Regions from separate parts of the Zea mays genome. Here regions 2 and 3 are each linked to region 1. A link is a contact called in public Hi-C data. All regions are on one chromosome and are shown on one strand. Each heading gives the region's core, a stretch centred on a gene start, on an enhancer-like site or on the middle of the called end of the contact. The rest is flanking DNA. Distances are from core to core; before and after follow the strand shown. Region 1 holds the start of LOC109939169 (autophagy-related protein 101). Region 2 holds the start of LOC100275976. Region 3 holds the start of LOC103655544.

Region 1 (3,613 bases), core at 355-2,854:
ACTAAATTATAGAATATAGATAGAACTGAATTGAGTAATACGTGGGAATATTTTTTGAGGTGTCGTAGTAATATATATATATATATATATATATATATATATATATATATATATATATATATATATACTAGGTGAGTACTCGTGCGTTGCAATGAGAACATATAATACCATGATAACCTATATATAAAATGTGTCTTATATTGTTATAAGAAAATATTTCATAATCCATTTGTGATCCTAGCCATACATAAATTTTGTTATTTTAATTTAGTTGTTTCACTACTACATTGCAACCATCAGTATCATGCATACTTCGATATATGTCATGATTTGTATGGTCTCATCATTGGAGAGCACGTGCCACACCGGTAGAAGTTCCGTCGTACATTGTTAGTCATCAGGCACGCACCACCATACACGCTTGCTTAAACAAAAAATGCAAGTGTGTGTTTGCGAAGAGAATTAAAGGCATGCCGGCACAAAAGCTACCCCGACGATGGCGAGTAGTCATTGTTGTCGGTCCTCCTCTGCTCACCCCCGGCGCCGAGATGACGCCACAATCCTTGATATAGTAGTCGTCGAACGCGCGCGACATGGTGAGTACCGATGACTCTTGGCTGAGCTACCAAATTAAGTGCACCCCGGGCTCATCAGCGAGGTAGTAGACCTAGTCGTTGCACCACCGGATGTTCTACCCCTCTACATACATCTTGTTCGAGGACACTCACACAACAACAACAATGGTCGTCATCCCAGCGCACAAGAATTCATGGCTAGTCAGTAGCGACTTACGTGGCAGGTTGGGCTTCAGGTGGATGATGAGCTGGACGGCGTGATGGCGCCGTCATCGGTTGCGGTGCCCAGAACAACCTGAGAGTCGTCGGCATTGGTGACGACCATGAGGTCCCATGTTTAACCATGGACAGCGCGGTGCAGCCGCTCTGGACCGCGTCCAAGCGGCGGCTGCGCCGGAGCTTGCCGTACACAGCGGCGCATGGGCCACGTAGGACAACTTCCAGAGATAGAACTGGCAGTCGCCAAGTTTCTTCTCGTCGTCGATGAGTGACGCCAACGCGAGCGCCTTGTGCTAGTGGTGTTTGTTCGAGGTTTCCAAATAAGAAACATGGATTCATCTTTGACATTGGTTTATGAAAATGACTTATAAGTCAGATCCATGGAAAAATATTACGGAGAATAAATGTCACACATGCAAAAAAAAAGAATTTAAGTTCAAAATATTATTCAAACAAAAGAAATTACATGCAAGGCTCTTCTTTAAATACTACTCACTCAATCCAAAAATATAATTTAATAATCTCGGTGATACTTATCTACTACTACACATTGTGCAAGGGTAGCAGGTGGGCTTCGAGAAAGATGTAGTATATGTTTTTACTATAATAGATGTATACATAAACACACATGTAGTGTAGTGGTAGCTACAAGCACATTTACTTGGGGGTCGCGGGTTTGAATCCCTTTGGGCCTGTTTTTTTTAATTTAATTTTAGCTAGACGTGGGATGTACGTGAAGAGGGAGAATGAGAAAAGAAACAGATCTTTTACTGCCTTAATAAGTAGTAGAGATAATAGAAATTATGGGCGATTGGTTGGTCTTCGAGTCGGCTTGGACTCTTCTCTTCCTCGCCAACTCCTCCGTGGCGCCGCCGTCTTGCCTGCAGCTTTTTGAGCCTTCGTCATATCCACCCTTCTCTCTGTCTCGGCATCTGTTTGAGCAGTACAAACCCTATTTTTGGAATTTTATAGCATTGTTTCGTGATCAGTCAGTTATATTTAACATATGGTAGAAATCTGAGCGACTTTCCATAATATTTTTCTAAAACCGCATATTCGTCTCTTCGATACTATTTTTCTAAGATCGGATATTTTAATGGTACAGATCTAATTATCCCAAGCACGCTTCCTCGACTTCCTATCTCGACTCTCCCAAGTCACAACCCTCGACCTCCCCCCTACTCCAACTACTGGAAGCGCCGATCCATCAGGTTCTGATCGATTCTTCTGCCCCGATCCGCAGCGGCAAGCGGAGATGAACTGCGAGACCTGTCAGCTGAAAGAACTGGTTCGCTACCGATCCTAACCCATGCCTCGGTTTCGCTAGGGTTCTTCTGCTTGCTTTCTGGTCGCATATGCTGACGAATTCTTTTTCATTTATTTTTTATGAATTCTTGTTGTTTGGGCTGCAGGAGCTGGAACTGACGGAGATCAGGGATGTTCTGCGCTGTGAGTGCTCTAAATTTTAGTTTTTTTCACATCTCTTCTCATCTCTCTATGTTCGTTGAAAGGGGGCTTCTGTTCGCCTCAATAAATTGCTCTCTATTGACAATTTGACATGACACGGGAGCTATACTGTACTGTATTCATTCACATCCTTATTCGTTGTTATGGTTTCAGTAATTTTTGGAATAGAGTAATTTCAAGTTGCAGTTTTGAAATCATAATTGTGGTTAGCTAGTGGGGTTTACCTTGGTTTCGCTCATGGGGAAATGTAAATGCTGTATGGATGTACGGCAGTGGAAGCTTAACTAAAAATTGGGCTAATAGTGAAGCTACTCTGCAGAAGATCATATTATATCACACAGTTGTATATTGTTCAATGCTTTGTTGTGCTTATCTCGTTCCAGAGTCCTTGCTGTTGTGAGTTCTTAACCTTCTTCTATGTGCTTGAGCTCCTTCCACTCTACAGATAATTGAATTTTATACTTGCCTGAGTATTAGTAAGTGCACTCATCACTTACATGACTTCATAAGGTTTCTCTGGGGATCCTTATCTTTCTTAACTTCAGGTTCTTCTATTAGTAATAAGAAACTGGAGTTCATGTGTGTTCTCTACTACATAGCACCCGCTAATGGATATGGTAAATATGAACTATGCTGCAGGTATTTTGCACACCATATTCTTCCATAGAACCCTCAGCCTGGTTCGCCCCAAAGATGTTGACTGTGATTTCCTCGATATTACTTATGTGAGTATTTCCCTGCATTAAGATCTGGGTTTGTTTCAATGACCAAGGCATATGGCGTTGTGCTTTAAGTAATTATTATATTTATAAATTACTGCTTCCATTTGAAAATTAGTGACACTTTTGCTTTTCACAGACTCCCAAGTGCAATTTTCACCACTAATTTGCAATATATGATTCTAAAGCCAGTATATTCATCAGTGGCATAAATTTTCCAAAGACCCAATAATTGAGTGTTCTAAATTTAGTGAGTTACAAGAAGACGTGACCTTGGATTATTTATGGACATGTCTGGAACCCAAATCTGTGACTAGAGTGTTTACTGGCATTTCACGTATTATGACTGTCGAGAATGCCTCTTTCCTCATTATTATTGCCAATCTAATTGGTTCTGCCTTTGTAATGCTTCACCTAACTGTAGCCATGAGCCATGGTTCAGTATTACTGTTAATAGTACTGAGATTAGACCTGGAAGTGGATTAGCATCCACATCTGTTATGGTGGTGGCTATGGTTGAGGGAGTGCAAGGGGGGCAATCGGGGCCTTGCCCATGGCTGAGCAAGAGAGAAGATTTGTCCTTAATTCTTGCTTGATTAGATTTATACATCTTCTCTCCTTTTATATGGAGAG
Region 2 (3,613 bases), core at 627-3,126, 430 kb after region 1:
AGGGGATGTGCATCTTTAGTTTAAACTGGACTTCTGTGCGCTCCTGAGTGAGTCCTTGTTGTACCGTAGGTTTTAGTTGAGCTGTTAGGTTGGAGCTCCTTTGTGTAACGCTTGCCTGGTAGTGCTTCATTAGTTATTTGGTTATTGTGTTTGTGTTGAGTTGTTAACTTCAGGGGTGCAAACCTGATTGCTTATTTAGTTATGTGACTACTGCTATTCAGTTTATTTTTAAATTTTTTGTAGCTGCAATTATACTTATAATATGTTGTTGGTAGCCCTGCGGGGTGCTGGGGGCTCAGATTTATCATCTAAAGCAAAGAATTACTGAAGCATGTATCTGTAGCCTTTTGGTTCTTATAATTGCTTAGGGCTGCTACCTTTTTTGGTTACAGATATACTGCTCTATTTGATTTTTTTTCATTGAACTTCAAGAGAGTGCGTTTAGAGTTATTGCGGATAACTATGTCACGGATGATGGTCGAACGAGTGTCCTGCTTTTGGCGAAGACGATCATTGTGTTTGCCTTGCTGTTGGGATATTTGAGGTTGGAATTCTTTTCTTTAATTCATGTACATTTTCACTAACTGATGTGCGGCTAATGCTAAGGTATTAAGAGGTTAAGAGAAATGGGAAGATCAGTAAACCAGTAATCTACTAATCTCCTTTTCATAAACTTGGGGAAATAGCGCTATGTATTTAACTAAAATGATACTATTAAACCATAGGTCATAGGTCTAATCCAAGTGTCACTACAGTTTTTACATAAGTTAGTTCACTGGAGAACAGACTTATCCGCCTTCAGTAATGCATTTGTTGTGTTCTTCCCACTACTACTGGTACTGAGCTTTTTGCTCACTTGACAACGGCTGATGGAGTGGGCGTTGGCCGCAGGTGGCAAGTGCCTACATCAACGTCGAATGCTACTACTTCATTGACATACCCCTCGGCATTGCTCTCGTAGTACGAGCGACCGTGCTAACTGGTAGATGGGTGATTCAGCCCTAGCCAAATTCTTTGTGTGTGTATCAGCTGCTGAGGAGAGGAGGTGATTCCAAGAATGAGTGCACTACTGCTATTGGCTTCAAGTGGATGCTTAATTAGGCGATGACTAAAACATGCAGTATAGACAATTTAATTGGATATCATTTTTCTTTTTATTTTTTCACTCAGTTCCAGTTCATTCACAACTAGGTGCAATGCACGGGCACTAACCTATCTTATATAATACACTACTAGGTGAGTGTCCGTACATCACAGACCCGAATTTCTCTTCGATGTCATCCCGGACAGCTCGCGAATGTCATCCTTTATCTCATAACTGCATAACACATTTGTATATATAAATTATCGAGATATTATAGGTCCCCGTTGCAACGCACGGACACTGACCTATTGATGAATATGTATGAATTGATGAGTAATGAGTTATATTAATTTAACGTTATATTGATGTGATCTATGAAAGTATCAGTATAATTATTATTTTTTATTATTAAATTAGTTTGAAATTAATTTAAAACTGATTATTATATATGTTATTTTTTAATTTGACTCGTGAACTAAATGAGTCAGCTTAAGCAGGGGGTGTTTGGTTGCTCCTGCTAAAGTTTAGTCCGGGTCACATCAAGCGTTTGACTTTTAAATAGGAGTATGAAATATAGATCCAACCAATTAGACTAAATTTGTCTCGTCTTTTAATCTTCGGCTGACAAATTAGTTTTATAATCCGACTACATTTAATACCCGGAACGGAGGTTCAAACATTCGATGGGACAGGACTAAACTTTAGCGGGGTGTAACCAAACACCCCATTAAGCTCGTAAATGAATTAAGCTAAGTTTATCTTATTAGCTTAACGAGTAGAACCGAGAGCCTAAACTAAAGCAGTCTGGCTGTGCCTACACGCTTGCCTTATCTTCTCCCGTTCACCCCGCCGTGCGCGCGCGCCCCCGCGGCGACAACCGGGCGACCGCCGCCGACCTACGCCAGGTGCCAAGCCGTTCCTCAGTCCCATCACGAGGCCTTCAACGAACCCTTCGCCGGCGACGAGAAAGTATGGGCACCCCTCCCCTTCCCTTTCTGTTGTGCGAAACCGAGTTCCCGAACCCTAACCTATTTAGCTACTTGCATGATCTAATTTCAAGCTTATATATATAGTGCCTACTAACTTCGATTTTTTTGGCAAAAAATACTGGGTTTGTACACCCACGTCCTTTATTGTGTCATCTGCTGAGAGGAAGCATTCCATAGCCCAAGTATTAGAAACTCGTATTGATCCACTGTATTTTACATGTGAAATTTGGATTTTAATTTTGTGCTGAGGAGACAGTGATCAATCAAGCTGAGATAAGAGAAGGAATAAGAGGTTTTTGTGCCTTAAATTTTAACAAATTAAGAAGAATAAGGCTTCCCGGCTAATGTTTTATTTGCCTTAAATTTTCCTCAAATCATTGTGAGAAATGAATGAACCAACCAAAACGTGCTTGGACATGCTGAACTTTGTTAGTTGCCAATTTGTAAGTGCGTGTGAAATTTGTCTAAATTGATCCCATAGGCCTTGGAACCACGACAGGTGAAGATTTGTTTTAGACATATTGGGGGTTCAATGGAATCCCATGTCACATGCCAAGTTCACTGCTATCCCCTTTGGGAGTAGACTTATTCCACTTTTTACTCATGTCCAATGTTAAGTCATTGAGATGGTTTGAGTCGCTAGAGCACCGATAAGTCGATTCAGCTGACTTATCGGGCAACTCGGACGACTAATCGATAGTAAGTCGTCCGACTAATTGGCTAAATCGTCTAGACCCTAAAAAACCGATATAAGACGACTTGCCATGTTTTTGTATGAAAAAATACTGATTGCACAAAAAAACTGATTATAATGAAGAAAGTGACTTGTCCAAGTACACTAACATAGCAATCGATGTAACATAATCTCAGCCACACGGCAAGCATTCAAGCACAGTACCGGAGCGGAGCAGAGCAGATTTAGAAGGGAAATAATAGACAGGGTCAAAGCCTCACAGGGATTACCGGAGCTGGAGGACGATGTGGCTGGTGGCTGCCGACAGTTGATGCAGGAGGCGAAGGGAGAGGTGATCTCGTGGAGCACCACCGAGCACAAGTGAGATTGACAATTGACGATGAGACGAACGACTCCTGTTTCTGGCGGCTGGGAGTGGAGGGGCAGGAGAGAAGGTTGGAGAATAGTGGATTGGAAGTGGACCAGTCTGTTTTTGGAACCCTAAGACCTAATGGGCTGGTTGACGGGCTGAGAGATGAAACCCAAACCTTTTTTATTTAAGTCGTCCATGACATAAAACCGCGACTAATCGTTTGAATTAGACGATTAGTCAGATGACTCGTTATTAAGTCGACCAAGTCGTGTCGAAATGTATACTGATGCTAAAAAACCGATACGGCTGACTAATCGCGATTAGTCGAACGACTTAAAAACACTGCTCATGTCATTCCTATATGGAATGTGAGATGTATTTTTTTTCTATACTGGTGTACAAATGTTCATTAGACAGATTTGATGCTTCCATTTCCTTTTTTCAGTTTTATTGTTTTATTTAGATTATCATGTAGATTTCCTTGATGTATAATG
Region 3 (3,613 bases), core at 756-3,255, 300 kb before region 1:
ACGCATGCTTAATAGAAGACAAAAGTTGTGGTGACACAGGTGTGACAAGCCTCACAGAACCAGATCGATAGCTGCATGGATTTCTAAAAATATTGAATAGCTGGCATGCAATATCATTCTGATCCAAGCTGGCCAAGTAACTTGGAAGGTGAGAATTTACAATTTTTTCCATTACAGACCTAGTCTTATCAAAAGTAACCTTGTCATGACTGACAACACAAGCCACTGACTGAAGTGTTTCATAGGTCAATTTGCTGATTGTGTCCTGCATGACACCAAGATATTCTGGTCCAAGTGGTTCATTTTCCTTCTTCTGGAAGTCAAAAAGCTGGAGGCCCTCCAGAACTAAGTGATGGGTATAGCCATTGCACTCTGAACTCCAAATCCTTTTAATGTTACCTCTCACTTTATCACAAGATCTCTGAAAAAATGGTCCCCACTAAATTCACATTTTATATTTTGAAGTGACATAATGCAACCGAAATTGCTGTTATATTAACTAGTATAAGCCAGGAAACTGATAAATGGTTCCAAAACGATCATAAGATCATTGCAGGGTAAGGAAAATTTATATAGCCATGACAAAACCATTTTTGAAGAAATACAATTAAATTGAACCATGTTCAAAACAACATCAGACATAGCACTAGAGTACCATGTGCAATAGTTCCTAACTTGGCGCTAGAACATGTCTTCCATAAGTTTTAAGCATTATGTATTTAACTGATTATTGAAATAAAGTCCTTTGAGTACACACCTAACTTATTCTTGAATAAAACTTATACAGTGAAAATAGAGTATTTATTACTTCACATATTTCGCTAATACCTTAAAGACCTAAACACATAGGTGGAGGGATTTGAATAAGTGGGAGAAACCATATGTGCACATAGTACATAAGCCATGAACTGATGTTAGTAAGAATGCAAAATAAACACTAAGCTATATGTAGTTCTTTCCAAAGTACTAACACTTACGTCATCACTCCTGATATATGACTCAGGCAAGTACCTGCATAAGCAGAGAACTAACAATTAGACTTAGTATAGTCACTACTCACTACATACATCCTGATTGTTCTTTTTTGTGGATAGGTGGATTGGGGAGAGAGAGAGAGAGGGGTAGGGAGGGAGGGAGAGAGAATATAAATTAGGAAAACAGAGTTCGATGTGGAAACATTTCAGAGGAAGAGGGGTGTCATTACACATAATGCCATAATGGTACCCCTTATCAAAACAATTATCAGCTTTTCAGAATGAATAAGCATTGATATGAATGTTATGGCATCTAGAATGCGAGGAGTGCTTAAGAAACACAACGATTCATCAGATACAATAACACACATGAGAAAATTACCACCCAAAATGGGTTTAGCACTGAATCTGTAAAAATCAATTCCAATGTCATATGGAAAAAAAATTCAGCCCGGTTGACTCAATAAAACACTAAACTTCGGACAACTTATTAAAGAGACCAAGAAAAAGCCTGAATTAGAACACTACTCGCATCCCAGAACTTGGCGCACGCTTACACTTCATGCAAAAACTTGGGTCGCTTCGCGCGCCTGATGCAGCCATCCGGTCTGAGGATCATTGACTCCAGCCACCTGCAAATTAAGAGGGCCCCGAATCTTTTGTGATGCAGGGTGCAAAAACAGAAATGCATTCTGATCGGAGGTGCGCCGGTAGAAGAAACCACACCGACCTCCGCTTCTCGTCGACGTGGGATTGCTGATTCGAAACGAGCGCGCACAGTTCCGCTGCATCCTCGAAAGTAAACTCCATCACCACCGCTCAAGATAGCGGGCGGAGGGAGGGACTAGCTGCGCTGATAGCGGGCGCTCATGGACAAGGGTGGCAGGATACGGCTGGGGCTCTGAGGCGAGCCACGCAGCCGGCGTCGGGATCGGCCGTTCGGGACTCGGGAGAGGAGGCGAGGAGCGGAGGGGACGACTGTACACGAGACCTAGGATGGCCAAAGGAGTGGCCCAGCCTAGCAAAACTGTAAATCTAATATTTTAAAATAGATATATATGAAATTTGATACTTTCTTACACCTAAACTAAAATTTATTTTACTTTCTTAATATATTTATAAAATAATTAATGTATGTGTTATCTATCTATCCTACTTCTTAAGATAGTAGTGTAGGCGTCCACAATAATGTTGGTGCATGGTTCTGTCAGGGCTCATCCGTCATAAAGCGAAGGCCTGTAGCTGCCAGAAATATCACATTTGATTCGAGCCAGGCAGCCAGCCTCGGAACCCAAGCGCGCAGGCAACACCGCCCGTCATCCGCGCCGCCATCAACGGAAGGTGCCGAGGATCTCATACCCCGCCATCAATGAAAGGTGTCAAGGATGTCACACCCGGTTTTGGAAGGTAAACCGAATGCGAACCATGTACGTGACAGGATCAGAACTCACGTACACAACGATTACATAATTGGACATCATCACACGATTCTTGAATTAAATAGCGCAAATGTACTTAGTTACATTAAGATGTCTGAGACATCCATAGAGTCTAATACATATCCATAGTGTTTAACATTAAATCAAAGTGCGGAGTAACGAAACGTAGAATGTAAGCCTACACAGGCAACTGACTGGGGGTTTGCCACTAAAGTAAACTAAAACTCGTTGTAGTCCTGGAACTCCTCAAAGTCATCCATGTTGTCAGCTTCACCTCCTGAGCACTGAGTACAGTGGGAACAACCTGGGGTGGGGTGGTTTGTAAAGCAAGGGTGAGTACACATCAACGTACTCAGCAAATGTCCCGTTTGGCTAAAGTGGACTAGCTGTATGTGGAGTTAAGGTTAAGCAGTTGCTTTTAGTTGGTCAAGCTTTATTACTATAAGTATAGCCAAATTTTAGTAATAACCTAGTTATTACCCAGAGGCACTCCCTATAAGAGAAAATACCAGAGATCAGATTTATAACCATCATTGCTAAACATCATCATAAAAGTAACCATTGTTCTTCTAATCGAAGAGAATCCCAATGTTGCTCTTAACCGTGAGCACGGCTGATATACCAGTTTCTAACACTATGCAGAGGTTGCACACTTTACCCACAAGCCGTGATTCCCATTCTGCCCGGGGTTCTAGCCTCCCCATTGATCACTACCAAGGTGACCTAGCAGGGTCTCACTACGTAGCCTTTACAAAGATTTCCCAGAGGTCATAGCCGCCCGTTAGGTTTCTCCAGTTTGATAAACACAGTACATCTCCCCAAAGAAGGGTGACTAACAAAACCAAATCAAAGAACCTCTGCAACCAGCCTTGGCAGAGCAAGTACTGTGCCCGGACCCCATTGATGGCCCTACGGCGAAGCCAACTACTCATCTGGTTCCTCTAATTAATTAGCTAAGTGTGTCTCATTCCACCCTCATGGTTGCACTGTTATCCCGGGTTGTCACTCCCCAAACAGGTCCTTACGGAGAGGCACTCAGGAAAGAGCTTGAGCCCCCTAAAGTAATCACAAGGACCCCATCGGGATAACATCATCGTATCATAAAAGATCACATCATGTTCATTGATTAAGTTTAAGCAATAGCATAAGCTAACCATGATTAACCCAAAAAGGTAAACAAGGGTAAGGGAAATACAAACT

The links. A called contact is a pair of places that touch in the nucleus more often than the background predicts.
Region 2: a Hi-C map of leaf shows a contact between it and region 1, with 4 times the contacts expected there. The contact joins the promoter of LOC100275976 here to the promoter of LOC109939169 in region 1. A contact is called at or near these places in 3 of 25 Hi-C or Micro-C datasets (ear and leaf).
Region 3: a contact with region 1 is called in a Hi-C map of tassel, with 5 times the contacts expected there. The contact joins the promoter of LOC103655544 here to the promoter of LOC109939169 in region 1. A contact is called at or near these places in 7 of 25 Hi-C or Micro-C datasets (bundle sheath, ear, endosperm and 3 more) and 1 of 3 datasets of contacts at active chromatin or transcription factors (leaf).

What each region holds. Positions count from the first base shown.
Region 1 is chr4:139,760,163-139,763,775 of Zm-B73-REFERENCE-NAM-5.0, reverse strand. It overlaps LOC109939169 (autophagy-related protein 101), which reads left to right and starts at 1,604. Exons shown (of 8, transcript XM_020552618.1): 1 at 1,604-1,803; 2 at 1,900-2,082; 3 at 2,207-2,243; 4 at 2,901-2,986. The coding sequence starts at 2,050.
Region 2 is chr4:139,333,392-139,337,004 of Zm-B73-REFERENCE-NAM-5.0, reverse strand. LOC100275976 reads left to right here and starts at 1,876. Exons shown (of 8, transcript NM_001403698.1): 1 at 1,876-2,053. It overlaps LOC109939393 (probable histone H2A variant 3), which reads left to right. Exons shown (of 3, transcript XM_035967345.1): 3 at 1-249.
Region 3 is chr4:140,060,243-140,063,855 of Zm-B73-REFERENCE-NAM-5.0, reverse strand. It overlaps LOC103655544, which reads right to left and starts at 2,005. Exons shown (of 8, transcript XR_002269158.2): 1 at 1,705-2,005; 2 at 1,532-1,606; 3 at 978-1,011; 4 at 1-439.